Regions from separate parts of the Gasterosteus aculeatus genome. Here region 1 is linked to region 2. The links are chromatin contacts, called in public Hi-C maps. All regions are on one chromosome and are shown on one strand. Each heading gives the region's core, a stretch centred on a gene start, on an enhancer-like site or on the middle of the called end of the contact. The rest is flanking DNA. Distances are from core to core; before and after follow the strand shown.

Region 1 (7,147 bases), core at 4,080-6,579, 40 kb before region 2:
CTGTGGGTGGTGGGATTTCATTCTGACGCATTCACACGGACAGCGCGTCCGTTGTGTCTGTCAAGTGTTGCACAAGCCCCCCCCCCCCCCACACACACACACACACACGCTTAACAATTCACCAGAGGAATGTCCGATCAGTAAGCATAGTCAAGTAAGCCCGAGAAGCTTTGGAGCAGTACAGGTGTGCAGCCTGACGGCGAGTCAAAGAGGGACCGGGATTTGGAGGGAGGAAGTTCCTCACGTGAGAGGAAGTGCTTTGTAGTCGCCGGTCTCGAAACACCAAATTAGCAATCTAAATCCACACACTTCCCGAAGTTCTCTTTTAATTTCCCTTGTCTCTATCCTTCTGTTATCTTTCTTGCTCTTTGCGCGTGCCTTTTCCTCACTTTTCCCCTTTTTCTCTGTACCCTTTGTCCCTCCAGGACTACCGGGAGGATGGCATGGACCTGGGCAGTGACGCCTCCAGTCGCTCCAGCTCAGAGTCCAACTCCAACAAGGTCACGCCTTGCTCCCCTTCTCTTGACCTGGCTAACTTGGAGGACTACAAATCCTCTCCCTCTCCAGACCTGGTCACCTTAGACGACTACGAGGAGGATGAGGACTACCAAGAGTATAAGAAGAAGGTGATCGAGGAGTGGGAGAGTGAGTATGGAGAGGACTACGCCTCCCCGCAGCCTCCTGGTCAAGAGGAAGGCGGAGGGGGCCTCGTCGGGGTCGACGGCCTCGGCGAAGGCTATCGGAAGGCAGTGAACAGTCGCAGCCTCGCTGAAGAATTCCAGGATGTGAAGACCGTCCCGCCCCTTCCGGCCCCCGGCGGGAGCACTGCCACCTCCGCTGCCGCCGTCCCAGAGGAACTGAAACAGAACGGCAATCTGATTGTGCCCAAGAGCCGCCAGCTCCATTCCCCCGGCGCACCACAGGGGGGCACAGGGGCCCCCAAGCCCCGCCACCGTAGCGCCGGCCAATGCAAGGGAAGCCGCAGCGCTGGCGGGGGTGCTGGTAGCGCCGGAGGAGGCAGTGGTGGGAGAGGGGGGCGGATGAGGGGACACAAGGAGGTGGAGGGTGTAGAGGAGGAGCCTCTTCCCACCATGGACTGGGCAGCCCTGGAGAGACACCTGGCTGGGCTGCAGTGCAGAGAGCAGGAGAACCAGAACCTCAACCACAACCAGAACCACAACATGGGCAAGACCGCCTACACCTCGGTAAGTGGGGGATTTCCTGTTTTTCTATTTATGGTCCTGTGGGTTTCTCTGCTTGTGTGTGGGTCAAAGGTTACATGGGGTGAGGTTAACTGGAGCAAGGAAAAGGGATTAGTCGGCTAAGCGCTAAGCTATGTAGTCTAGCTGTTAACCTGACCACCATGCAACTCGGGGCTACATGTACTCAGATTCAATGGTGCCAGCGGTGATTGTTATTATTTAATGACCTTGGACTACAGCAAAGATTTGTTGCTGGCCTTTCAGTCTCGTATCAGTTGAATCAAATTACAAATCGGCATGTTCTGTGCCGTAGCTGTGCGTTTTCTCTACCACAGGAGGTCAGTGTTGCATTGACATTCTGCAGGTTGCTTCTGCAGGCCTTTCATGCCACCCAGCAGTGTTTTGCACTAAAGGTTGCTATGATTCGCTTGCAATCTCATGCCCTCCCATTTGAAACCGCTGTCCAAAAGGGTGGAGCTTTAAAAATTAGTAGGAAGCAACGGGAGAAAATAGTTTTCAGCAGCCACAGTTTGCAGTGCAGAAGCTGAGCTCTTGTGTCGCTGCCTCAAACTAAGTGAGGGCAAATGTGTGCTTGAGAATTGGGGATCCGTGCTCTCTTTTGGTATGCAAGCACCAAGACCTTATCCTCAGTGCACACAGACAATGGCTGCAGCCAGTGCCTGTTGTGAGTGTGTTGTGTGTCTTTGTCTGTCTGTCCCGGAGGCCCCCCCCCTGTCTCCCTAAGGCATGTCAGGAATGCAGTGGGAGAAGTGGGGGATGACAGGGAGGAAAGCGGGAATAAAGGACAGGAAGATGGTATCTTTAGGACCAGGCAGTTTGCGGAGTCACGTGAATGTGTGTGCGTCAATGTTCATTACCTGCTGTCCATCTTAAATGAGAAGGTCACCTCCTGGCTTGCTTTAGTCTGAGGAAAAAATATGCTCTCCCCCTCTCTCTCTCTCTCTCTATCTCCCCAGCACCCCTCAACCCCACCGCCAACCCTAGGCAGTGGGCTTTGATACTGTGATATAATTGAAAAAATATCTCTTGAAAGAGCGTCTCTGTCTCCCAAATGCATCTTCTGCTGACACACAAACACACCCATAAACAGATATCCTCTTTACCACATGTGGTGTCTCACACACTCTAAGCCTGGTGTGGCTGATAGCCTGGTCCTGATGCTGATAAAGTGCCACAGCTTCAACTGTCTCTCCGATTACAAGTGAAAAAAAAAAAAAAATCTTGAGAAAAAACAGGCCTCACATTTTGATGGCTTGAGTCGATAAGAAATTGGAATTAGACGTGTAATCCCTCCTAAGCTGGAAGCAGAAGAGATATACCGGAAAAGAGCGGAGGCGCAGGCTAATATCCAGAGCAAACCCCACTCCTAAAATCACATGTGGAGAGGGATGCTCAATCATACAATCCGTCACCGAACACCTGACATGTCATTTGACCTTTTGGTTTGTTCAATCCTATCTCTGAGCCTTCACGTGCGGTAAAAGAGGACAATGCAATAGTATTGACCCTTTGCTAACCAGCTCAAGAGAGCTCAAAAGTAGTACATTTAGGAACTGAGTTATTCCTATAAGTAATCCTCAGTGTCTATCTATGTCGGGGGGCATCTGAGCTTCTTACTTCTGAAATTTGAAGGCTTTAGCAGACACCCTGGAGGGAAAGGGAGGCTGGTGCTTTTAAAATGTTGTTAAATATTTAGACGTCCTCTCAGACGGGACCCAGTACAGCGAGATGATGCGCGTGTTCATGTATGGAGGGGTCTGTCTGTCTGGGATGTTGCTCGGGTCCGGAGGGACGGAGATATTCATGCTTCAGCAGAGCCTGAAAAGCATCTGTGCCTTTTCAGAAGGACGAGACACGGTGAAGCTCGGAGCTAATAATCTGCCGTGTGGCTACGGGCCCGGAGACCGGTTACGCTGGTTTCCACTCAGGTGCTGCACACAGACCCACGTACACACTTATTGTATGGAGCAAAATGTTAAAATATGGATAAGTAAAAAAAAATTAGCTTTTGACCTCTTCCTTCACACTGGTTGTCCTTTCCTCGTTTCCATGGCAACAGCACAAATTGCACTCTGGGGCCTGTTTGGTCAATGACAGGGTTGAATTATAGATGGGGGGAGTTTGACTAGTTTATTTAGCTGCATTCACGGGAAAAGTTTGACATTTAGTTGAATGTCTTTGCTCTCTTACTTGCCACGGGTGAAATAAAAAGATTGCTGCGTATGGTATTATAAAGCTACAGCCAGCAGTGGGTTAAGAAAAGGGGTAAATCCCCCTACTAGCAACTCTGAAGCTCCATAATTAGCACTTTACATCATTTTTGTTCATTCGAAGTGTAAACAGGACAGGTTCAGCTGAGGTCCAGTCGTATCACTTTCACTATTAAGGCAAATATCAAAGTATTTCTTTGCACTTGACATTTCAAAGACATCACTTTTCATCATGTGCTTTTGGTCTATTTGTAGACACTAGCTATTTTGTTCCGTAACAACCGTTAATTTCCTGGATGTTATATCACATTGGTGCAGGTGTGTTTAGTTTGGGCGTGGTACTTTCTGGCTGCTGTAATTTCCTTTGGCTTTTGGGATCAGGAAGATTAATGGGCATGAGGGGGAACGCTGACCTGTTTTATGAGATATTTCTGTGGAAGTCTGGAGTCGCGTGGCAGAGAGGGGCCCACAGGAACCTCAAGTACACTAAGCGTAACACTACCCTTAACTTTTAGCCCTGCAGCCCCGAAAGGCGAACAATAATATTATTCTTCTGAGACAGTCTTCAGCTGAAAAAGGCAGAGATGTGGTCGGAATACAATTATTGTCTATACACATAGAATTTACCGATATGTTTTTAATTAAATCCATGCCCACCGGCTACTTCTACTTCAAGCTCAGAGAGCACACACCTAGACTTACTCACACAATTTAAAAACACCCCATGGGCAAACCGTGGTTAGAAAGATTGGGCCTGTGCTCAGACCTGCAGTGCCACTTTAAAAGGGTAACGAATATAAATCACTCTCACACACACACACGCACACACACACACACACACACACACACACACACACACACACACACGTGTCTATATTCATCCACTAATTGTACACATCTGGATCCGTTGATTATGAAAACTGTGGTGTGTCCTCTCTATTTCTGAAAGAAGAAGATTTACAATTTTTAACCAAAACCTTTTTTCCAAGAAAAACAAAAACAAGAGTGTGGGAAAGTCGAGTTGCACATGGTGAATTTAAGGGACTGCGTTTTGGGATTTAAGACGCCCTTGGATATAAGTCAGGGTGTTTTGGCAGCTGATGGATTTCTTTAATTTTTGTAAATGTAATTATGTAATTATATTAATTAGAAACAATTTACAAAAAGCCACATCAAATATTGCATTTGTAATCTGTGTCAGAACAAAGAGGATTTGATGAGTTGTTTTTTTTATCCATGTGGATGGAAATCTATGTAATTGGAAAGTGCTGCTCAATCACACAATGCAAACAACGAAAAATACCAGAAGCTCAGTCAGGATTATAGAAATGCAGAGTGCTCTGCACTAGAAAATAACTCAATAAGAGGATAAGAAAGAAGAAGAGAGGTTAGAGGGAAGAGCAAAGGCAGAGAGAGCTCGGCCTGTTGCTCTGTGATTATGAAGCCGGCCGACCTCCACTAACAACCTAACTACTACCTTCACCCTGCACTAAGAAAGAATTCCTTTGAGATTCAGACAAGTCCTGTGAGCGGTTGTGTTGGAAATAGAGAAGGAGTGGACGTGTGAAGTAGCTACACTTGAGTTAGATCTTGCACGGGAAAGCAAAATAGGTTAAGTTTGAAGTTACAAGAGCATTCGATTGATGGTATCAAAACAAACCTGAGGGGGAAAAAAGTTATGTGGGGTCAAAGGTACGGTTCAAATGAAGACGGCAGCGACCGTGGAAGGGCGTAAAGTTGCAGGAGAAGATAGTCAGCCACGTACATATCGGTAGGAGGTGGGGGAGGAGGTTTCAGAGATGGGGGGCGGGGCTTAAGCCAGGTGTGGAGAGCCTTCTGAGGCTCCGGTATCTAGTTTAGCCCTCGACGCTTAACCACTGCTCATTGTGTGTGTGTGTGTGTGTGTGTAGCCTGTGTGAGTGTGTCTGTGTGCGTGTGCGTGCATGTCAGCTGAAACACGCCCGGCCCTCAGCCCGACACACACACACTCTCCTTACACACACACACACACACACACACACACACAGACTTCACCGACTCTGCTCTGGAGTCAGTTTTCTGTCTCCTGTTAGTCTACACAGGCACACTCTCACCTCACTGAATCAAAGGATATATTTTTCTTCTCATGGTACCCTGACAGTCCGCTGCTGTCGGAAAAACAGTTTTTTCTTGTTTTTATAAGTGGCGGGTTTTTCATCTCAGCTTAACCTTGGATTCCTCACAGCAAGTCGGGCACTTAACTCAGGTAAAGCAGAATCTGAAATGTGTAGGTCTGCCTTCTGTCAGGTGTGTCAGACCCCTTTCAACATGTAATGTGCACGCGCCGTGTAGCCAAACCACGACCAGTTTGTATGCAAAGTTAGATCAACCGTTTGACGAAAAGATTGCTAATTTAATTGTGTAATTGTGCGCTACATTCCTACATTCGTTGTGACATGTTGTCTTTTGAGCTAGTATGAAATAGAAAAGTTAAATATGTTGAGAACGGGTAGATAAAGTAGAGCCAGCTGCACATCTGTCAATGCATCTCAGTTTCCTCAGAACTAAGATTCAGTTTGACCCTTTAACAAAGAGCAGGTTCGTGCTGGAAGGGCTCTGACCATGTGGCGGTTCCAACTACTTGGTAGCCTGGCAAAGAAAGAATAAAATGACATCCACGGGTATTTGAATATGCAAATCCTCTTGTTGTACACTTGCTTTGGAAGTCCATTTCACTTTGAGGTGCAGAGGAAGTTTTTGGAACACAACGACATGAAAGAGACCAAAAAGATCAGCTTTTTTTGTGATGCCTCATGTTGACTGAGGTCTGCTGTTAGAAGCTACTCCTTCACACCCGTTTAAACAGTCTACACACGCACAAGGATTTAGGAAACAAGCAAGCTGTCCGATCCAAAAGAAGACAAATCTGTTTACGGTTTGTTGTTGTATACGCATGTAGTACAAATAGAGTATACGGGTTAGGCCTTTTAAAGGGTGCACTACAGGTAATCCACAGCATTGATACAGCAACAAGCAACTATCAGCTGAATGTATACTGGAGTAAATGTCTACCTGAGCAGAGAGTTATGTTGAGTCGGCTCTGTCACTGTTTAACATAAATCCGCCAAATGTTGCCGGATGGCCAACTATCGCCTTTGTGTGTCAGGTAGCAATGATTTACTCACAGTAGTGCTTGTTGGTGAAGGGTATTCATCAATGACGAGTCAATGGCCTTCAACTGTTGTTGAAAAGGTGGCCTGCTGTGTCATGTTTTGTCTGGATCTGGATGCGATAGACCTGCTCGCTGTAAAATCAACAAATACTCATACTCAGGTCATTAAGTTTGAGTCTCATGGAGTAGTAAACTGCTCTTATCTGGTATCAAAGTACAGGTTTTTTTTTCTCCTTGTCTGCACGTGTAAACAAGCACATGCAAGCCTACTTGTATCGATGAGTGAATATGACGCTATAGGTGTGGATTAACTGACAGATACAGTTACTATGTGGTCTATTGAGGCGGATTTGACCTGCACTGGTGTGATAAGTCATGTCATCGAGCGAGCCGGAAGCATTGTGGGTAAATCAGATAAAGATGCTGCTGCGATTGGAGATACAAAAGCTGTGTTTGAGGTGGAGAGACACCGCCTACAGCTACACATTCTGCTGCTGGTCTGGTTCCTCCTGATTGATGCAGAACTCCCACACACACACACACACACACACACACCTTTCTCT
Region 2 (7,370 bases), core at 233-2,732:
AAAGTGAGCATTTTCCTCATTGAAATTTTAAAAAACGGATACTTGGCTTCTGCGACTTTCTCCGCTCTCACTGGTTTCTGTCTTCCTCCCATAAAACATGTTAACAGAATCCTCTGAAAGGAGCGTCTGTCTGTATCTGGGTCCCATAAACACAATGAAAAGAGAGGGAATCTGTGTGTGACAAACAACCGCCAGTGGGCCCGCACGTAGGACAAAAAGACTCAATTCAGTTATCAAATTTGACACCTCACTGCTTTCAATATTATGTTTATAGTTTCTGAACAAAAAAACAACCGCAGTCCATATACTTGTCAAATAAAGTTTATTTTAAACTAAAATACTTGCAGGTCTCACATGGGCAATTTAGTTTCTTTTTTTCTCAAATCCATCAGGGTTGAATTACAAAGCACATAAAAGCCTGCATGGCATTGTTTACGGGACTTGTCCTTCCTGTGCAGGCCAGTGACACCATGGCAACCACACAGTAGGATTTCAGTCACCCGAGAACAACGCGTCATCCCAGAACCTGCTCACATTACACACGATGTCGTTGTGATATTAAGCATATTATACAACTATTAAAGAGGTTCGCGGGAATACGATTTTAAATGTGACAGCGTGCAGTTGAAACACGTGCGTCTCGTGGATTTCTCAGTTAATCGACGTTTAATAAATGTAATGATAAGAATAATAATAATAATAAACGCGTCGTATCTGCATCTTTGTTCGTGGTCGACACGCTGCCGGCAGCAGGTTACGTCGTCGTCTCGCTGTGTGAGCGCCGTGCAGCGTGCAGCGTGGGGGGGACACGCACACACACACACACACACACACACACACACACACACACACACACACACACACAAAGCGTCTCTGGTCGCTTCATCCCCGAGTCTAAAGTCACGTCCATCAATGCGTAACGAGGAGACGGCAACTGTACAGTTGTTTCTTTTGCACCAAATGCACGAAGACGCGAATGAACGCAGGCGAACACACCACTTCCTGTGTTGACTCGACGCGATGTGAGCGCTTTGTGTTGAACAAAACTGCACACGATACAACCGCCCCCCGCAACAAAAGACAGTCTGATAAGCAACCGCGAGTCTTACCCGTCCTCCGGGAGACACGCCGCTCCGCAGCTCTCCATCTTTGCCACCATCCTGTCCTGTGTGAGCGAAGCCCGTTAATGCTTTCGGTTCCTGCCCCCGCGGCTCGGCCCGCACGCACCTGGAAGACAACGCGATCTCCTCATTGGCTGCCGGGCTTTTCCTCGCACACGTTGGCACAATGACGACTATTATCTAAAAAAAAACTGTTCGTTCACACGCACTGTCGCTTCGGTTGCATCGTTCCCGTCTTCGGCTAAACAAAGCTAAGCATGCTAGAAGTTTCTGAGAATCTCAAAGAGAAAACAGTCTTTTCCAGACTTAGATGTTTACGCGAATAAACGTGGGCGGGGCTACATCTTCCCGCCATTAACGCGGGCTTTGTGAGGGGATGATGATTGACAGCCGGGCTTTTACTTCCTTCCATCAGCTCTACCAAGAATAAAAATAGCTGATTTAGAGGTTCCAAGTAGTGGATATTTATTGATATATAAATTATTTATGTATATGTGGCCAAAATTAATAGAACACCTGTCCTGAAAATATTGACCTTTTTTGCAGCAGGTTGCTCTGAGCACGACAAATAGCAGATCAAGTCAGTTCTACTGTTTTTATCCACTTTTAACTTTAATATTTGGTATGTCCACCTTTTGCAGCAATTACAGCAGCACATCTAGTGTCAATATATTCCCTGAGAACTTCCACACTAATGTTGTCCCATGCCTTCTGCAACTCAAGCCAAACGCTTTCCTTTGAATGTACAATGGATCTGTCCAGTTTATTTCCCAACTCGTCCCAAATTTGCTTGATGGGGTTAAAGCCAGGACTTTGAGGGGGGATGTCCATAATTTTCAATGTTCAAGCAGATTCCTTCTGTCGCCGGTAGTTCCACATTCGGCCAATGTCTGGCCATGTTGTTCGAGAAATGATAGTGGAGAATAGTTTTAGAATTCATATTTTAGACCCCACTCATAATCTTTCTTTCTCTTTTTGCATTAGACCTATAACACACACTCAAAGGTTTGTGATTAAAGCACTTATATCCCAGTAAAGACAAAAAAGGAAGATGGAAGGAAAAGTTATTTTGTCAACTGAGGCATATTTGTAAGTTGAGCAGCCTGAACGTGGTGCAACTAGGTCACTTTAAGCGGGAAAACATGCACATCAAAGACCAGAGCAGTTGTATTACCCAGTGAAACCAGCAGATGTCACATCAGACAAAAAAATAAGTGAAGCTCAGTAGCAAAAAAAAAAAGAAACATGCCTCCCCAAAAATATCCTTGCACTGGAGGACAAATCCAAACCAGATCCCATGGCCTGTTTGACACAAGCACTGATCATTAAGTTGACACAGCTTTTAAATTGAAAGGAATCAAGGTGTGGCATAAAGGCACCGTCCATCATAAAGAGACAAAAAGGTAGAGAGAGCTTTCTGTGAGCATCTGAGATGTCCAGTGGGAGGAATGAGGGAAGGCTCAAGGGCTTTCATTTGATCCCCCACTCATTGATCTTTTCCTTTTCCCCTCACTCCATTCGCCCTTCCACCAATGGATATGTGGTTTGCAGCAGGGGGCTATAGAGGTGCCACAGACTAACAGGAACCTTATCCAGGTCTCAGATTCTGAAGGGAGAGATTGAGAGAGCTCCTCGGTGCAAAAAGAGGCTGCAACATCAGGCTGAGGCGATGATACCCCGAATGCCTCAGGAAACTAGAGGAGAAGCAAGCGAGGTAGAGCAGAGGAGGGGGAATAGAAAAGGATATGTCGAAGGTCAGAAGGAGAGGAGAGATGACACGGCAGGAAATTACAACATTGGTCCAGGAAAGAAGGGAAGGAGTTGATCAAAAAATACATTTTTAGAGCTGATGGGGGCTTGAGACTTGAAACTTGGGCTTTATTTGGATTTGAGATGCAACATATTTGGGATCTTCTTCCTTGACGGCCTGATTAGATTAAGATTAGATTAGGATTAGGATTAGACTTGACCCGAGACAAAGAGTTTAGAAGACTTGACCTCAGTAAGTTTAACACAACTACATAGTAATTGCTGTGTGAGGCACCAGACTATAAAAATGACTTATTTGCTAATCACCAAGAACGTACTGACAAGGAGCACACGGATATCTTCAGCTTGGCAGGTATTTGGTCATTTACCAAGTATTGGACACATAAAATGTGTTCTGTGGATACAGTCAAAGTTAAGCAATCACCAAAGTAACAATTCGTATTATGGGGAACTTAGATTTTCTGGAATAATTTCCATGACAAAAAGAGGAGACATTTTCCCCCCAAAACCCAACTGTGATTGTCATGTGGTTAAGCATTTGGATTCATCCACTGGGAGCCATGAATATATGTCAAATGTCATGCCAATCCAGCCGGGAGACCACAGGGACCTTCTGTTGGCGCAAGTGGAAAAGTCACGGAAATATCCAAAGTCACTTGCTTACTTCTACAAAAATCCAATTTGGGCTCAGACTTTCCAGTCAACATCAAAGCTAAAGTGTACTTTAGAAAACGCTAAATAAAGGTATTTATCAAAAGAGACAGCTGACATGATTTTTCCCCTACAGTTAAAACAGTCATTGTGTGTGTGTGTTATGACAGGGATTTGACTTTCTTTACCGGTCGACCAACCTGTTTGGAAACAATGATTTCACACACCCCGGAGGCTTAATATGAGCCCTGTGCACACTCAGTATCCATCACATAGACACACTGAAAATAACACACTGTAACACACGCGTACGGACGCTCAGGGATGCGGGAAGGAAACCCATAGCCTCCGTGCTCAAACATTCCCTTTACAACATGCAGGTATTCACACGGAAACTCGTGCGAAAGGTGTCCTCTTACTCTGGAGATGAGGAACTTCACGTCTTTTGAATTCCGATGACACTGTCACTGTCGTACGGTGTAACAAACGAGCTGCTGCCACCCCGCAGAAAGAGAGGTGAACACGGACAAAGAGCAACACCTTTGCATGGACAAAATGGGAGAGAGGCTCTGGAGATTGTCAAGTCATGAGAGATTTCAGAAGCAACCTCATCCAATCCCGTACAACCGCATAATGTATAATGCATGGACCCACTAGTTGGCAGTTCGATAAAATTCTCTCCTGCAATCAATAGGGATAAAGTCTCTATATGGAAGAACAAAAGTAGAGCAGTGTGGTTGCTATAGGAAACATAGTTTTGAATCAACAACGGAAGAATGTTTAGTAAAGTGTAAGTTGATTTTACAGCAGACAACAAGGACTCAAACACAAATGACTTTGGACTGAACTTTCTCCTAATTGCTTTTCCCTTAAATCGCATTTTCATTCTCAATTTTTTTTTAATTTTTTATTATTTTTCAGCAGTTCCCTCGGCCTGTGTTCTTTTCTCACTTGGGTTGAGATGTTTTATGAGTCCTTTGGGTATTTATTTTCACCTGACCCACATTGTTTGTTCTTCTGTTCTCTATTTTCAGTGTGCTATGATTTAGATGAGAAAATAAACCTAAGCCGCCCTCTGAGCGGTTTGACATTTTACCCTTTTGATGTGGATAACATTTCCTTAAAATATACACTCAAATTCTTTTGGGTATAGTGTCATCACCAGTTTGATTAAAAAAATAATGTGCAATCACACCCATAATAGCACAGTGGTTGAAAATGGTGCTTTGCGCTGAATGCTCACTTGAGCATAATGACAATTCATTAATATACTGACCCACATGCAATATTTGATTTGATTCATGGCATATTGTTTTATGTTTATAATGATCGACCTACTGGAGCGAACATAAAGTTGAAGGAGTGAAGCCTTCAAATATAGTTTTTATATTTTAAATATCAAAATATTTTAAATACAGTTGTTATATCTCTTACGTGTAATTCTTTTGGTATGTATTCTTTGTGGGAAAAAAGTCAGAGTTAGAGCCAAAAACATGTGTGAATTGTGAGTTTCCCTAGATGTTAGGAACATCTGTCTGTTGTGTTCAACACCTACACAGTCTTAAGATCCGCTTTCATTGTTCCCCCTTTTACCAGAGGGGATTGACCGTAATTGTTGTGCACTTTCACTTAATAACATATTTCCTGTCTCTCGACATGAATGTAACTAGATGGCGAGCGAAACAAAGGAATCATTTAGGCAAAAAAGGGAATCAAAAATTAATATAGTGTCTGCATGGTTTCATAGGACCTTGGATGACAGTTCTGAGCTGACTGTCCCTGTCTTGCTTGGCATTGACCTTTGCCTTCCCATCTCTTACACAAAGCCTCTAACCCCCCCACACACTAGTGCTCTATTACACACATTGTTTCTGTAGATTGCATGGTGTGTTATGACCTATTCCTTTGTTTTCCACCACTTTGTTGATTCCATATTGCAGAGCACACAGCCCTAAGGGGACGCCGTGCATTCAATGGCCACAGAAGAACTGGGATGTAATGTGGGAGTTTGATACGGGGGGACGCGGCCGAAGGCCCGAGCCCTCCCACCGCCTACTTTCGCAGTGACTCAGCGCAGTAGTGCGGAGGTGGGGGGTCAAAAATCCCCTGCCCTCCGCCTACACTCAAAACATGTGGGAATGGGGAAACGTTATCCTATATTTAACCTTAAGGTGTCTGTCTGGTGTGTGTGTGTGTGTGTGTGTGTGTGTGTGCGCGTGTGTGTGTTGGCCTCAGTAACCGAGTCATCGGGGGCTCGGTGTCGTTACCCTTAAAGAGGAAAAAGAGGTTGTCTTTTTGGGGCTTTTAGCAACCTAGGAAACGCTGTGTGTGTTCACACTCACCTCTCTCTGGTGTTTAGAGTGTGTACATAAGATAGAAGAATAAAAAGTGGTCACTGTGATAGTGTGCGCACATTGCGAATCAGCTACATCGTATTGCACAGTTTAACACGACAGAAAAGCGGCTCCTCGCCCCACAAAGAGTAAAGCCTGTTGATTAAGGGAACACAACAGAGTAGAAGATTAAGATCTTAAGGGCTGGTGATGTCTGTGGCAAGTGTTCCCAAAACGTAAAGAGCCACTGGTTGACACGCAGCATATAAACGTACATCTTGGCTGGCAGCATGAAGTTCCCATTTAAACAAAAAGTCAAATCCCTCAGTGCCACATCCATCCAACCTGTGTAAGTGACTGCAGCGTATTAGGGCCTATAAGGCAGCGATATCCAGTTATTCACTAAGTCTAAAAGACCAGCTCAGCACAAATCTGCCAACTCAGTTCCCCTTGAGACGGAAAGGGGATTTTTACCCCTCTCTCTTCTGTTAAGGTTGTTGCCCTCTGAAAGGGGGGGTATCTCCTCAAAGGGAGTCAGGATTTAGATTTCCCTCCGAGCCAAAAACTACATGCTGGGGGAACAAGCGGCATAAAGGCGAGAGGTAAACTCTTTCTTTCAAAACACATTTGCTAGATGTTTCCACATCCGCGCTCGCTCCGCTGAGGATGCAAAGCACAAGGTTTGCACCGTGTTTTACATTAGGTCTGCCCCGTGACATCACACGGGATCCCTCTCAAATGCAAATAGTCCGGGGACGCAGCAAAAAAGGGAAAAAAGACACAAACAAACTGAAACTAAAACATAGTATCAACATACTCTCAACACACACACACACACCAACGTGTACACTTGAAGCAGACGGAGCCAGCAGAGCGATAAGATTAGAGGAAGTACGTGGGTGTGAAATAGCTGCGGTGTGGGACTTTCTGAATTCACACAATCTCCACTGACTGCAGGCCCTGCTTTTTATTACAGTTCAAGCTGATGGGAAGACGAAGGCACCGATGAAACCCACACAAGTGTCCTTTGATTCTTGGAGCCGCACGGATACAGTTTTACACAAACGCACAAAGCGGACGCGCCAATAGCTGCGGATGAATCCCCCGTAGGCTGCAAATTCCAACACAACTGTGCTTAGACACACTTTCACAACAGAGCAGATGTACAGTACCAGTCGACGATTTGGACACACTGTGAATGAATTGAATGAGAAAATCCAATCCGATTGTTTCCTTAAAGATGCTGCAGGGGCTGACGTTGGTTTAAGCGCACTGACCCCGAGGTTGTGACTTCTGCTTTGGTGCAGACAAACCAGGATTCGTCCCTGCGTCCATTAACACGGCACCGCTTGTTTCATTATTAATGGCGACGTGATAACCGTGACATTGACAGTTGGGCGGTGCGCACATCAACGTTCTCCGGCACGTGAAAATGAACGCTTGCCATTCATCAATGCGCGGGGCTAATGGACTCCATAAAAATGAATTATTAAGC

Evidence for each region. Hi-C and Micro-C count contacts between places; a contact is called where the count stands out from the background.
Region 1: a Hi-C map of whole body shows a contact between it and region 2, with 3 times the contacts expected there. The contact joins the enhancer-like site here to the promoter of LOC120824276 in region 2. A contact is called at or near these places in 2 of 6 Hi-C or Micro-C datasets (skeletal muscle and whole body).

What each region holds. Positions count from the first base shown.
Region 1 is chr1:11,098,078-11,105,224 of fGasAcu3.hap1.1, reverse strand. It overlaps schip1 (schwannomin interacting protein 1), which reads left to right. Exons shown (of 15, transcript XM_040164241.2): 9 at 426-1,205. Among protein-coding and RNA genes, the nearest start is that of il12a, 29 kb to the right of the region's middle. Within about 2 kb of position 5,329, at least 5 of the 9 cell types and tissues checked have open chromatin away from gene starts, as enhancers often do.
Region 2 is chr1:11,053,821-11,061,190 of fGasAcu3.hap1.1, reverse strand. It overlaps LOC120824276, which reads right to left and starts at 1,482. Exons shown (of 17, transcript XM_078098336.1): 1 at 1,110-1,482. The coding sequence starts at 1,159.